Regions from separate parts of the Hordeum vulgare genome. Here region 2 is linked to region 1. The links are chromatin contacts, called in public Hi-C maps. All regions are on one chromosome and are shown on one strand. The core of a region is the stretch at or near the end of the contact, and the rest is flanking DNA. Distances in the headings are between cores, read along the strand shown. Region 1 has its middle 58 kb from the start of LOC123442918. Region 2 has its middle 300 kb from the start of LOC123442918.

The links. A called contact is a pair of places that touch in the nucleus more often than the background predicts.
Region 2: a Hi-C map of leaf shows a contact between it and region 1, with 3 times the contacts expected there. The contact joins two enhancer-like sites. A contact is called at or near these places in 2 of 6 Hi-C or Micro-C datasets (leaf and seedling).

The regions. Positions count from the first base shown.
Region 1 is chr3H:48,900,553-48,906,950 of MorexV3_pseudomolecules_assembly, forward strand. No RefSeq gene overlaps it. Among protein-coding and RNA genes, the nearest start is that of LOC123442918, 58 kb to the left of the region's middle. Within about 2 kb of position 4,114, at least 3 of the 3 cell types and tissues checked have open chromatin away from gene starts, as enhancers often do. A contact at or near this core is called in leaf, where this site is marked.
Region 2 is chr3H:49,140,710-49,146,813 of MorexV3_pseudomolecules_assembly, forward strand. No RefSeq gene overlaps it. Among protein-coding and RNA genes, the nearest start is that of LOC123442918, 300 kb to the left of the region's middle. Within about 2 kb of position 3,007, at least 2 of the 3 cell types and tissues checked have open chromatin away from gene starts, as enhancers often do. A contact at or near this core is called in leaf, where this site is marked.

The sequences.
Region 1 (6,398 bases), core at 2,864-5,363:
CCTCCTTATTCAGCGTATTCACAAGAACCTCGCAGTCATATTCAATCACAACTCTCGTCATGACCAGTTCATCGCAGCTGTTAGCCCTTGGATGCAGGCCTCCGCTTCAGTATGAACAGAGTTCATCGGGAAAGCCATCTTCCCTGCACTCGAACGAGCGACAACCTCATCGCTATCTCTGATAACAAAGCCCCACCCACCTCTCTGTGGGTTATCACTGAAAGCTCCATCAGTGTTAATCTTCAACACTTCGTTCACCGGTCTCTCCCAATGATCAACGTCGTGGTCATGAATTGGTGCACCACTGGATTTCATCAGGTAGAAAGCAAACTCTCCCGCCCATCTCCTCGACTGGGCAGCCACCTCTGCTACTGAATGAGAGCCATCCTTAGCGTTTCGCTTGTTCCGGGCTGTCCACCATTGCCACATCATTGCTAAAATTTTCAAACGTTTCTGTTCCTCCATATGGAGAATGGTCATGAGCATATCCTGGGCATTCAAACATGAGAAAACCTTCAGACGAGATTCTTCCATGTCCAATTATCGCCACAACAGTTTAACTTGTTTGAAGTGAAGAAACAGGTGCCCCCCGTCCTCATCGAGCCTGTTACACATGGGGCAAACTGTTTCGGGCTCCATCCCCCTTCTTTTGAAATTTAGTTTCCAAGGTAGGCTTTCATGAACAATGCACTCATACTTGATGTGTCCCCTCATGCGTGACTCTCCTCACCTAAACTTCGACCGAAATATAATATATTGGCTCTGATGCCATATTGAAGTGTGTGCACCTCAATAGAAATATCAACCTAATGCAGAACGAATATAGATGCAATCATACTTTGATAGAATAAATAACAAGTAAATTAACTCTCCACCAAGAAGCAATTAATATGTTAGGCAATTATGCATAAAACATTATCATACACCATTTGTAATTTCAAATGGAAGCAACATTTTAAATAATCATGTTGGGTTGGAGAGAGTAATTTTTGCAACCATTTGCACATGAGGCTCATATTCCCTCTCCTCTGTTTTCACTGTTTGAGTTCATAAAATTTATGTAATAACTTACGACCATAGATCATGCGATAGAATGTGAATTGGTAAAAACTCACAATTCATAACAAACATATGACTTCTTATGTCCCATGCGAAGAAGCTGAGCTTATATCATGTGCAGGCCACTTTACTCAAGCATTGTTCAATTGAAAATGTTCTTGGGTTACATATGATCATATCTTCATCTTTCGAGTACAATTCCCCGAGGTATCGCTCCAAACCTAACGGCCAGCATCATCAACTCCGCCTAGTATCCATCTTCTACCTCCTCCTTTCCCAGTGTCGTTGCCTCCTTCCTTCTCTATAGTCGATGTCTCTTACCTCTCCATCCTCCATTATCCTTGCCACTACTAGATACTAATGGTCAAGCTAAGTCCCGACACTGGTCAATGAAGGTGTCGACGGAGAGGTGTATGCACTGCTAGCATTCGACTGTGAGAAATGATCTATTGGTAATGACTTGAGGGGAAGGATATGGTTGTGCAGTGGTGGCGGTGGTTTTTCGGCTGGCCCAACTCCCATCTACAAGTACAAGGACCACAAACCGCAACCTTCTACGTCCCAGTGAAACGGTCATATGCTTAAGCACATAGGTGGCGTCGTGGGCATGTGTTGCTAGGTAGTTGTCGCAACAACACAGTGGGTGTTGGACCTTCAGATCCAATGTCAACGACGAGTATGTTTTGTCGCCCAATGCTACCAACACGGGCTAGGAAAACGGAGAATGAGGACGATGTGGGTTGCTTGAATTAGGATTTTGGCGGTGTTAGTGACCTTAATCCTTCACAAATCTTCATTGCATGTGCGGCGACGACCTTCCTTGATCCAAGCCTTTGGTGACGATTGACACTTGTTGGGGCTTGAGCGTGTGCTTGTGCAGGCATGGTCTTCATTTACATGACATCTGAGGTTAACATCATGCTACACATATAGGTACTAGCACCGTCGAAGTGGTGGTGACAACACATAATGACTTTGATTTGGTGGTGCTCTTCTCGAACCTAGTCTCGAGCACCTCTGTGAAAACCCTAGGTCTGACCGTAGTTGATTATACCTGGCATCGACATAGGTGGTGTTTTTTTTGCGTCGTTACCTTGTTGAAGGCATCACTCGGACTTTTATCTTCAAGGCGAAAACACAATATCTGACATTTGTTGGTTGGATCTGGTGAGGCGGCGCTTGAGCGTGTTTCTCTTCCTGTAGCGTTGTTGCTGAAGAACTTTTTCTCGTTGTCCTTGTGATGTCAAATGGTGGTTGGTGCGGATAGTCGTTGTTGTAGTTCGTCGATCAATATTTTTTCTTTTTTTTTCTTTTTTTTTCACCCCTTGGATATAACTTTAGTTTTATATGACTTTGCTTTTGTCGGCATGATTCTTCACACACACACATGAGCGTGTGTGAATTTCTGTTGGATGAGTGCATCACAGTCGTGTAGAAGATGATTGTGTGCTCATTGTGTTTGTATTAACTTACTGCTTTATTTTGAGTCAATAAAATTCACCATTTGTTGGAATAAACGATTATATATTTGGATAAGTACTTGCAAGTTCATATAGTATAAGGAGTATGCACCAATCATTCTTTTCCCACTTACTATAGTAACCTAGCAGTAGGGGTTGCCAATCTTCCCCATCTCCCCAACATGGCATGTGTCACCTTCCCTTCGTTTGTCGATCCAGGGTGCGGAGCCAAGGCTTTGGTCAAGTGATGATAGGTTGGGAATAAATTTAGCTTTGTCTTCGATCAGCAAGGACAAGGGATGGCGTCATCCTGTTTGTGGAATAAGGTCTTCCCGCTTCGCCTTTGTTTCGATGGTGCTTCTTTGTATTGTCAGGAGGTCGGTGGAGGATCATGTGTCATGGGGTCCGATTATTCTCGTGTGGCTTGTTATAAAGTAGTATGGTCTACGTGGCGTTGACTTGCAGACAGGGCAATGTGGTTGTGCGTGTTTGATGCTCCGACACCGGTTTCAACCAAGAAGATTTGCTAGCCTCAACCTCGTTGAAGGAGCGTGTGGAATTTGTGTTCCCCGACTCCGTCTAGCTAGACCGAGGGGGGGGGGGGTCTATAGACCCTCTTCGACGTTTTATCCAATATATTGCTTCTACATCCCAATTTGCTACTCAGTCGTGATCGTCGACCTCTATTAGTCTACATCGATGAATTCTTTGTCGTTGCTTCTGCAAGTTCATGTGTTTCAATAAATTTGATTTGATGAGATGAAGGCCCGAAGATGCCAACAAGCTTTACTCACGATGTGGGGTCGGTAAATGTAGGTGGGAGAAGACTTTTGCAGTTTAAAGGACTTTAATGTATTTTTTTCAGTTTTTTATAAGGGTGTTTTTGTAAGGGCACATGCTAATCAATATGGGGTCTTTAGCCTTTTTGAAAGAAAAAACATTGTATAATATTTGCTAAAATATACAAAGAAATAGATAGAATATACTCGTAGTAGGTTGCATGAGCAATTCGTTGTACAAAATCCGCCCTCGTTTGGGATGCAATTTATCTAGTACAACACCATTTGTTATATGATATAAGTATCTTCTAAGATAATTGCCAATCGTGTAGCTTTTGTGTCGTCCAATTTTGCTGAGAACATAGTAGCGGTAGGTTAAAAGAACATACAAACTTCAGGAAGATGCAGGGCGGCGAGCTTTTCGAAAGCAAAAAGGACACAGGTTATTGGATTTATGTGGAGGCTTATCGAGCAAGTCATCCAAAAAGGTCGTCAGGTTTTGCAGATACGACCTCCTTGCAGCGAGGCCACCGGCCTATCCATTATCTCCTTCTTCTTTCCTTATCCGTTCATGTATTCTAGCGCCATTATTTCTGCAAAACCGGATGCATTTGTTTGTAGTGCAAAATTGCAGTTCGCTACGTTTCATTTTTTAAAATAAATAACGTGCCGGAGCATATATCATACAGAACGAAGTCTTCAGTACGTAGTTGATTCCTGATTGAAACAATAAAATACGTCCACATTGTCTGCCGTAGAGTGCAATTATTTTTTGCCATGTCACCTGCCCAGGTGTACGTTCGCGACAAATTTGTAGCGAAAAGCGACACGTGGTAGTAGACTCTCTCGGCACGCAACGTATGCACCTTTACGGACCAAACCAGTACCTCCTCGTGCGACGAGTGAGACCGTGAAGCGTGAAGGTATTCTGGAACTAGTCGAAGGAACTACGAAGTTAACTAAATAAAACTAGTCTTGCTAAAAATAAATAAACTAGTCCGACTGTTGTCCAAATATACTTTTGTTCTAATAAACCACATCCTTCTCTAGATTTGGGGGGAATGTGTATTCGAGGGAAATGTTGGGCAGAGACAGTAACGTGTGTAGGGTCCGCCGATGTGTTTCTTCCTTGTTACTCGGGTGATGCAATAAAGCGAGGACTGCGTGTGGACGCCCTTTTTTCTCCTTTGGTTTTCGTAAACGTGCACGTGTGTTCATTGATATTTTTATTACATCACTTTTTGAAGAATGTGATACGCAGCACAGATGTAATGCATCACCCTACAAGAGTATCACACGATAAGACTTTTAAAAATATCAACGTGCCTTATTGGAGAATGGTCAATGAAAACTCTCATGATTTACGCATCCCAAGGCATAACAACATTTTTTTTCTTCTGAAATGGCTTCCCAGCGTTCTCGTAAAAATAAGATGGTCATCCTGGATGATAATGGGGACGAATTCATTGCTCATGAGCACAAATCCGTTATCCTGCGATCCTACTTCTCCATCCTTCTTGGATCCACTCCCATGCCGATCTTGAAGTTTAACATCTCCGACCTCTACCCTGACCACATTCCTGAGTTGTTGCACTTGGACGACCCTTTTACCCTTCAAGAAATCCAAGATGCTTTCTTCCCGATGAACCCGCTCCGTTCCCCATCGAAGGCCTGTGGTGTCTAGGGCGGCGACCCTACTTGGCGAGGCGTCGTCGTCGGACGGCCGACGATGCTCGCAGGTGGATGCTGGCTTGCGTGCTCGGCTGTGTGGGCGGCGGGCCATAGTAGGCGCATGGGTGCGGCGTGGAGTCCCTCTGCGTCAGATCTGGAGGTGCACATCCCCTCTCTCGTGTTCCCTCCCACTCGCCTTGCCTATGGTCGCGATTCGGTCGCGTGGTCTCGCTCTCATGACGTTTGGTGGAGCAGCTTGGGTCTAGGGGAAACCCTGGCCGGTCCAAGGGCGTCCCTTCCTCCATGAGGGCGTTGTCGATGATCCCCAACTCTCCATCCTAGCCCCTGTCCTGGTAAAAACCCTCAACCCGCTTGGATTTGGCGACGGCGGCGTCGTGTGCGTCGTGACCTCCCTGGGGGCGTCGCAAGTTGGAAGGTGCTTAGATGGGAGGATTTGCACGCGAGGGTATGTGGTTTGCTTGTGTCCCATGATTGTGCATCTGTGCTGCGGGCTGGAGGCACTCGCGTCTCTTCTGGCTGGGTCTCTCCAGTGGCCGTATGTGCCACTCAGTTCCGGCGATGCGGCGTCTCGATCCTGACGGAAGGGGATAGGGTTCCCCTTCTGAGCGGCGGTGACACGACGCTCATTGGAGACACCCGAGCTTCACCACGGTGGTGCTCTGCTTCCCTTGCCTCTTGCACTAGTATGGTTCCTGTTGCGTCCTTTTCTGCATTTAGTTCCTAAAGCTCTCCGTCTCCAACTAGTTGGGCGGGAATCGTGGCGGTGCTGTGGGCATGGCATTTCCCAATTCGAGGTGCTCGCCCTAGGTTCACCTGTCGTTGCGAGGGGCAGACTCTTCTTGTGCTTGGGGGAGCTTCTTGGAATCCCGACGATTCAGTGCCTACTAGCCATGGCGAGGGGGAAGGGTCCCTCTTCGGTGACAGAGAAGGAAGATTGTGTTGTCACCTACCCCATAGGTGTTTCTAGCGCAAGGTTATTTTTGATGGTGGCAATGGCCTGCTCTGCTTGTTCATCCTTTATTTCATGATCCTAGTGTGGAGTGCTCGGCCTCTAGCAAGGTGTAATTTTCATTTTCATTTCATTAGTTGCTTCTAGAGGCTGGTGTTCGGGTTGCTTTTCAGCGTGCCACATTGTACCAGTTTGGCCATTGTAATCTGGGTGTGTCTTGTAATTCCTGGCCGGTTGATGGCTTTGTTAATTCAAAGTCGGGCTCATCGTGATCCTTCGTTCCAAAAAAAGTTTGTGCCCCGACGGGCTGGGTTCGGGCTTCTATCGTCGCTTCTCGCACTTGTTTAAGCATGTTGTCCTCCCCTTTTTTTGATATTTCTTCGCTATGATGGTCTCTGTCGAACGCCTCAATAGAGCTCACATGATCCTCCTTCCTAAGAACGAGTCTGCTAGAACGCC
Region 2 (6,104 bases), core at 1,757-4,256, 240 kb after region 1:
TGGCCACAATCGAACCACTTCAATGTTGCATATAACAGGACCACTTAAGAACATGTACAATAGATAAACATGAGCAAACACTATTGAGGAATTTGCATATAACATGACCACTTCAAATTTGCATATCCTAGTGTTTGACACTTCAAGAAAATCTACACAAATCTCTTGCTCTCTCAAACTCAATTCAAAAAGGTTCATAACTAGGGCTGGAACTATTGTTCACCTAAGTTAATTCATTGGGTATTCCTAAAGCAACAAAGGTTCTACACAAATAGAACCATTTTCACCTAGTGTTTGGTTTCCTACCACACATGGTTAGAATCACCTTAGTGCTAGATTGGTGAGATTACTTCGCAAAAACCACATATAGAGCATGCTCCAATAAATGTAAGAAGATTTGGTCACAACAATAACAACAATTAAAAATAGATTGGAGCATTTTCTATTAATCCCATCAGCGTAAAAATAAGCAACCCCAATCAGTATAAAGATACAAAATAAGATAGATGCATGCAAGTTTCAAGCATCATTCATAAAGTCGCGAAATGATGTTTTCAAGAACAATGTCACAAAGTAATAGTTCTAGCCATATCACAAGTTCCACCCAAGTTACATTAAAGTGTTTCACTACACATCAAAAGATCCACTCCCCAAAAGCAATGGTCATAGCACAAGTTCAACTCCCAAAAGCAGTGAGCAGACACATCACACGTTATCATGTCCTAATTACCAAAAGTTGTCATCTTCCAAAGTTCACAAGTTGTCATCTTCTAAACATCACAAGTGAGAAACTTGCAAACTTCACAGGTTGCTATCTTCTAAATGTCATCTTTCTCTAGCAATTGAGCACAATATTCACCTAGAGAGGAGGGTGGGGCTTACCGAGAGGCAGGGGCGTTGAGGGTGGATCAGGGGAGATGGTGGCGTGGAGGGTGGCTTTGGTGGAGGCGGGGCGGGTGACGGCGAGGGGGGCAGGGGCGGCGAGGAGCAGACGAGGGTGGCTCCGGGGGCGCATGGCTCCGGTGGCGGCGATGACACGTGGCTCTGGTGGTGGCTCCGGTGACGGTGACAGAGGGAGAGGTTCAGGGCGACAAGGGAGCAGGGGCGGCGAGGGAGAAGTTGGAGCAGGGACGGGGGCGGCGAGGGAGAAGTTGGAGCAGGGGCGGCGAGGAAGAATGGGGAATTGGGGGAGGGATGCCCGCGTGCGGGGGCAGGTCAAACTTAGCAGTAGCGCTCTTACACAGCAAGCGCTATAGCTACTTAGTTATAGCGCGTTATTTAGAAACACGTTGCTGCTGCAAAACTTAGTTGTAGCGCGGTTCTGAGAAGACAGCTACTACTATTACAAGCCTGGCAGCAACGGTTAGAACAGTCATGGTAGCAGCGCGTTTCATTTGAGCGCGCTACTGCTATTTGGGTAGCAGTAGCGGGCTTGTTCGCCACGCGCTACTGTTATTTAGCAGTAGCACTTTGTTTTAACACGCGCTACTGCTAAGATTCTGTGTATAAGCTTTTTCCTAGTAGTGTGTCCTCCATGCGCCGTCTCCATGTGCATCGGCAAAAAGACCGGTGAAGTGAAGCTACGGTCTCCGGCGAGGAAGAGTAGACCATGGGAGACAAATAGGCCCATATGGGACACAAGGTCTTGCTGCCTCTCATGCCCTACTCATCCTCAGAGGAGTCCACGCCTTGTTCGTCGTGGGTGGACGTGAGGTCCACCATGGAAATGATGGCACATAGGAGGCGCATCTGACGTTGTTCTGGTTCACGATCACCTACGACTGCGCCTCTGCGGCGACCACTTCGTGGTGAGCAGCGAGCACGGATGGCCTCGTAGATTGGGCGCTGCTCATGATGAAGTTAAGGTTCGCTGAGGCAATGGCTGCCATGGCCTCCTCCTCGCGCGTTCGCCATCGATTTGTCCCTCCGTCAGTTGGTGCTGCTCTAAGAGGAACATCTTGTGTCACGGTTCCTCCTGCGCCTGCTCGAACGCTGACATAGGCATCGTCGCAGGGTACTCCTCCGCCATGGCAGCGTTGAAGTGCGCCTGCACCTGCTCCATGGTGAAACCGGCGTGCACAGGTGCGCGCTCGGTCATAGGAGCCCGTCTCCATTGTGGGGTCGTCCTCGTCGTCGGAGATCTCAGACAAGCTGGCCGACATGTCATCCTCGATCCGCCTGGCACAACAGCTTTGCCAGGCGGACGCAAGGCTGGCCACCTAGTGCTTCATATTCGTCGAATGGCTCTCCGACAGAGCGGTTGCTGCCTGCAGTCATGGGGGACGTGGTGCAAGCAAGGAGTATGTTGAACGACTTGTGTTGTGGTATGGAGTTAGTCGGGGGTGGCCGCCTTTAAATAGCGGATTCCGATGAGGTCACACGTGTGGGCGCGTCAATAAGGCTCTCTGGTGTTGAACAAGCACGAACAATGGGGATGTGTCACTAGTGGCGTCCTTGGGCGGCGCACCGTTTCAATGCTGAAGACAGTGGGAGGTCATGTCCTCTGTGAGCCGACTTTAATATGAAGCGGACGCTTTACAATAACATGAATGTGAATAACTTGCGTTGGGTGAAAACACACGTGGATGAGAGAGGTGGTTTTTGGGTGGGCCATGTACGTGGGTACACGTGTGTGTTGTTTGCACGCTCACAATGCCCCATTAATTTGTCTTTAGTTTAGGAAGAAAAACCACGTCTGAACTGATCAACGATACGATACAGGTCCGACATATCGGTATCGTGTAATCCGAACGCTTGCGGACGATGTGGGGATGAACGTTAGAGATGTCCTAACCCAGCAAAGTAAAAAGTAAAAGAAAAAAGGCTGGTTCGTAAACCTGGCGTTCATTTGAAGTTATCACCCATCACCATCGAGGCAAAGATGTGTATATGCCCCGCGGGCTTTTTAATAGATAGAAGCCAAAAAAACTTAGCTCGTTTGGAACATTGCATATGTCGTTGTCCTTATTGTCTTGTGCTTGCGGAGGGACGGCTGGGGTTGTCACGCTCAGCATTCAACTTGTTTATTTGCAATTTGGGAAAGGGGATAGGCGGGGTTGCGGTCACGCAGGAGCGTCCGATCAAACAAAAATTGATCGCATAATTGCTTTTTTTTTTCCTAGGACGTCTTCTTTCATAAAAAAAACATCACGGCCCTGTTTGGAACCATCCAGATTATATAATCTGGTTTTTATAATCTATTGTATTTTCAAATAGGATAGCTTATATTGTAGATTTTATAAATTAGATGACCAGATTATTATAATCTCATAATCTGCTCTACCCCAGCTAAAATGAGATTATGGATTATAAATGACCTGTCACCCTTGTAAACTTCAAAAAAATTACGCAGTGTCACCGTCACTTTTCTATTTTTCCTGCATGGCCCGACTCTTCTTCCCCATCGCGTGGGTCCAATCCCCATCGCGCACGAACCAGCCTTCTCCACCGAGCGGTTCCAGTCACCATCGCGCCGACCCCTGCACCAACCCTAGGGCGCCGCCACTTCCCCTTAGTCCTGCAGTTTCAAACAGGGCCTAAAGAGTGGCTCCCCTAGCCTAGAAGCACCGCCCACCCGTTCTTCACCTGTCGCTGCCCTCAACGTCGGTCGTCATTGCTGCCCTCAACGTCGGTCGCTGCCGGTCGCCGTAGCCGGCTTCGTTCATGCAGGAGCCTGCTCCCGCTGTTGCACCTCCCGATGGCGAGGGCCGCAGCTCCGGTGCGACGGTCGCAGCTCCGATGGCAGCCGGCCATCCATCGTCGCTACGGTTGCAACGTCAAAATGGCACAGCTGTGTGGCTCATAGCCAATGAAACGGTGGTAGCAAGAACCTGTATCGATTTCAGCAAAACAAACATACGGTGGAAGCAGGAAAACGGGGCACTGGTTCCAGCAAAAAACTCCCACCGGGTGGAATCAAATACGTGAGACGGCGGTTTCAGTAAAAACACGATACAGTGGAAGAAAAATCAGACATCGGTTCCAGCAAAATCAAGACGAGGGTAGCAATAAAATGGGTCCAGCAAAATCAAAAGACTGTAGTAGCAAAATATAGGGTTTCGTTAGTGGTCGAAAAAACCTAAACCGTTGGAGAAAAGAACACCATGGTTCCAGCAAAAATGCGATGTCACTGTCGGTTGCAAACGAAACAATTTTGTTCGATGCACGTGTTAGGTTGATCTCTTCCCGAGTGGGTCCAACGGCCCACCGGACCCTGATCCACGCGTTTGATCGGGGGCGTCCAACCCGTTATGGTTGGTGGACCCTTGTGACCCGCGCTATATAAACAGAGGCAGGGGCTGGGGCACGACTCACGAGATTCGCCACCGCCACTTTCTTCACCTACACGCCCTATCAATCTAGGGTTGCACGGTACTCACAGGAAGCTTCACCGACGCCACACCTTTCCTCACTGTCGCCGCCGCCGTCACCACCTCACGATGGACGTCGGCGGGAGCTCATCAAGTGCAGGACAAGGAGGTTTCCACCTAATGAGTTGCCTTAAAGACGTTCCTACACTCAGAGGTGATAATTACTCTGAGTGGAGGAAGAAAGTTGACATGGCTCTTATCTGTGCTGAGGTGGATTCGGTTCTGGAGGAACCACGGCCCGTTAAACCTCCAAAGCCAGTCAGAGACACCAATGATGATAATAATGCATGGGAGAAAAAGAAGCGGGATCATGCTGCAGTGAAGATGTCCTACTCTATAAGCAACCAAAAGTGGGTAAATGCCAACAAAAAGTGTTTGGCATTTATAAAGAACACAATTGACATCGACATTATGGGCTCAATTGCAGAGTGCACTTCCGCGGAGGAGATGCTAGAAAAGATAAAGAGCAAGTTCACTGGCTCTTCAAAGACATATGCCACCCAGTTGATAAAACAACTGGTCACAGAGAACTACACTAGAGGTGGCCATGGCATAAGAGAGCATATCCTTCGGATGAGCAATACGGCAGACAAGCTCAAGCCCATGGATGCGGATCTGGAGATCAAACCATCTCTCCTCGTCCACCTGATAATGGCTTCGCTGCCAAAGGAATTTGAGACTTTTGTCGTGAACTACAACATGCAGCCTGATACATGGGACATAGAAAAGGCAATAGCTATGTGTTTCCAGGAAGAGGAGAGAATCAAAGCTTCACATGGTGGCTCCCTGAACTATGTGAAGGAAAAGAAAAATAATTTCCAACCCAACAAAGGTTCTCCTTCAAAGCCATATGGTAAAGGTCCCGCTTAATTTTCAACATCAGCAAAAGCCTCTTCCTGTGGACAGGGACACTTGTCTCCAGTGCAAGAAAAAAGAGCACTATAAAATGGATTGCCCTGAATGGCTAAAGGCCTTCATGGCAAAGAGAGGTAACTACTTCGTTTCCTTTGTTAATGAATCTCTGTATTTAAAGTTTTCAAAATCTACTTGATGGATGGACTCAGGTGCAACTGTTCATGTTGCAAACTCTTTACAGGGATTCAGTTCGACGAGGATCATGCAAAGAAAAGGAAGAAGTATTGAAGTCGCAAATGGTGTCCAAGCAGAAGTTGAAGCTGTCGGTGACGTCTCCTTGGAGCTAACCGAAGGATTCAAGATTTTGCTTAGAGATGTTCTGTTTGTTCCTTCATGTAATAGAAATTTAATTAGCGTCTCATGTTTGGATAAAGACAATTATGAATGCTTTTTTGGACATGGCAAATGTGCCATTTGGTATAATAATGCTTATGTGGATGATGCTTTCCTTCACAATGAGCTTTATTTATTATCACTTCGTGAAAAAGTGCATTATGCATATAATGTGAATGAGCAAAGTTCATCGTCGAACAAAGAACAAAAGAAAAGAAAGAGAACTCACAACTCATCGAAATTATGGCACTGTCGCTTGGGCCATATTTCCACGGGGAGAATAGAAAGATTAGTCAAAAGTGAAATTCTTCCTCCGTTGGAGTTCTCTAACTGAGAACAATGCATAGATTGCATTAAAGGAAAGTATGTAAAACAAGTCAAAAAGGGTGCAAACCGAAGCACAGGAACACTGGAAATAATTCACACTGACATTTGTGGACCATTTCCTGTGAAAAGTGTGGAAGGCTATGATTCGTTCATAACATT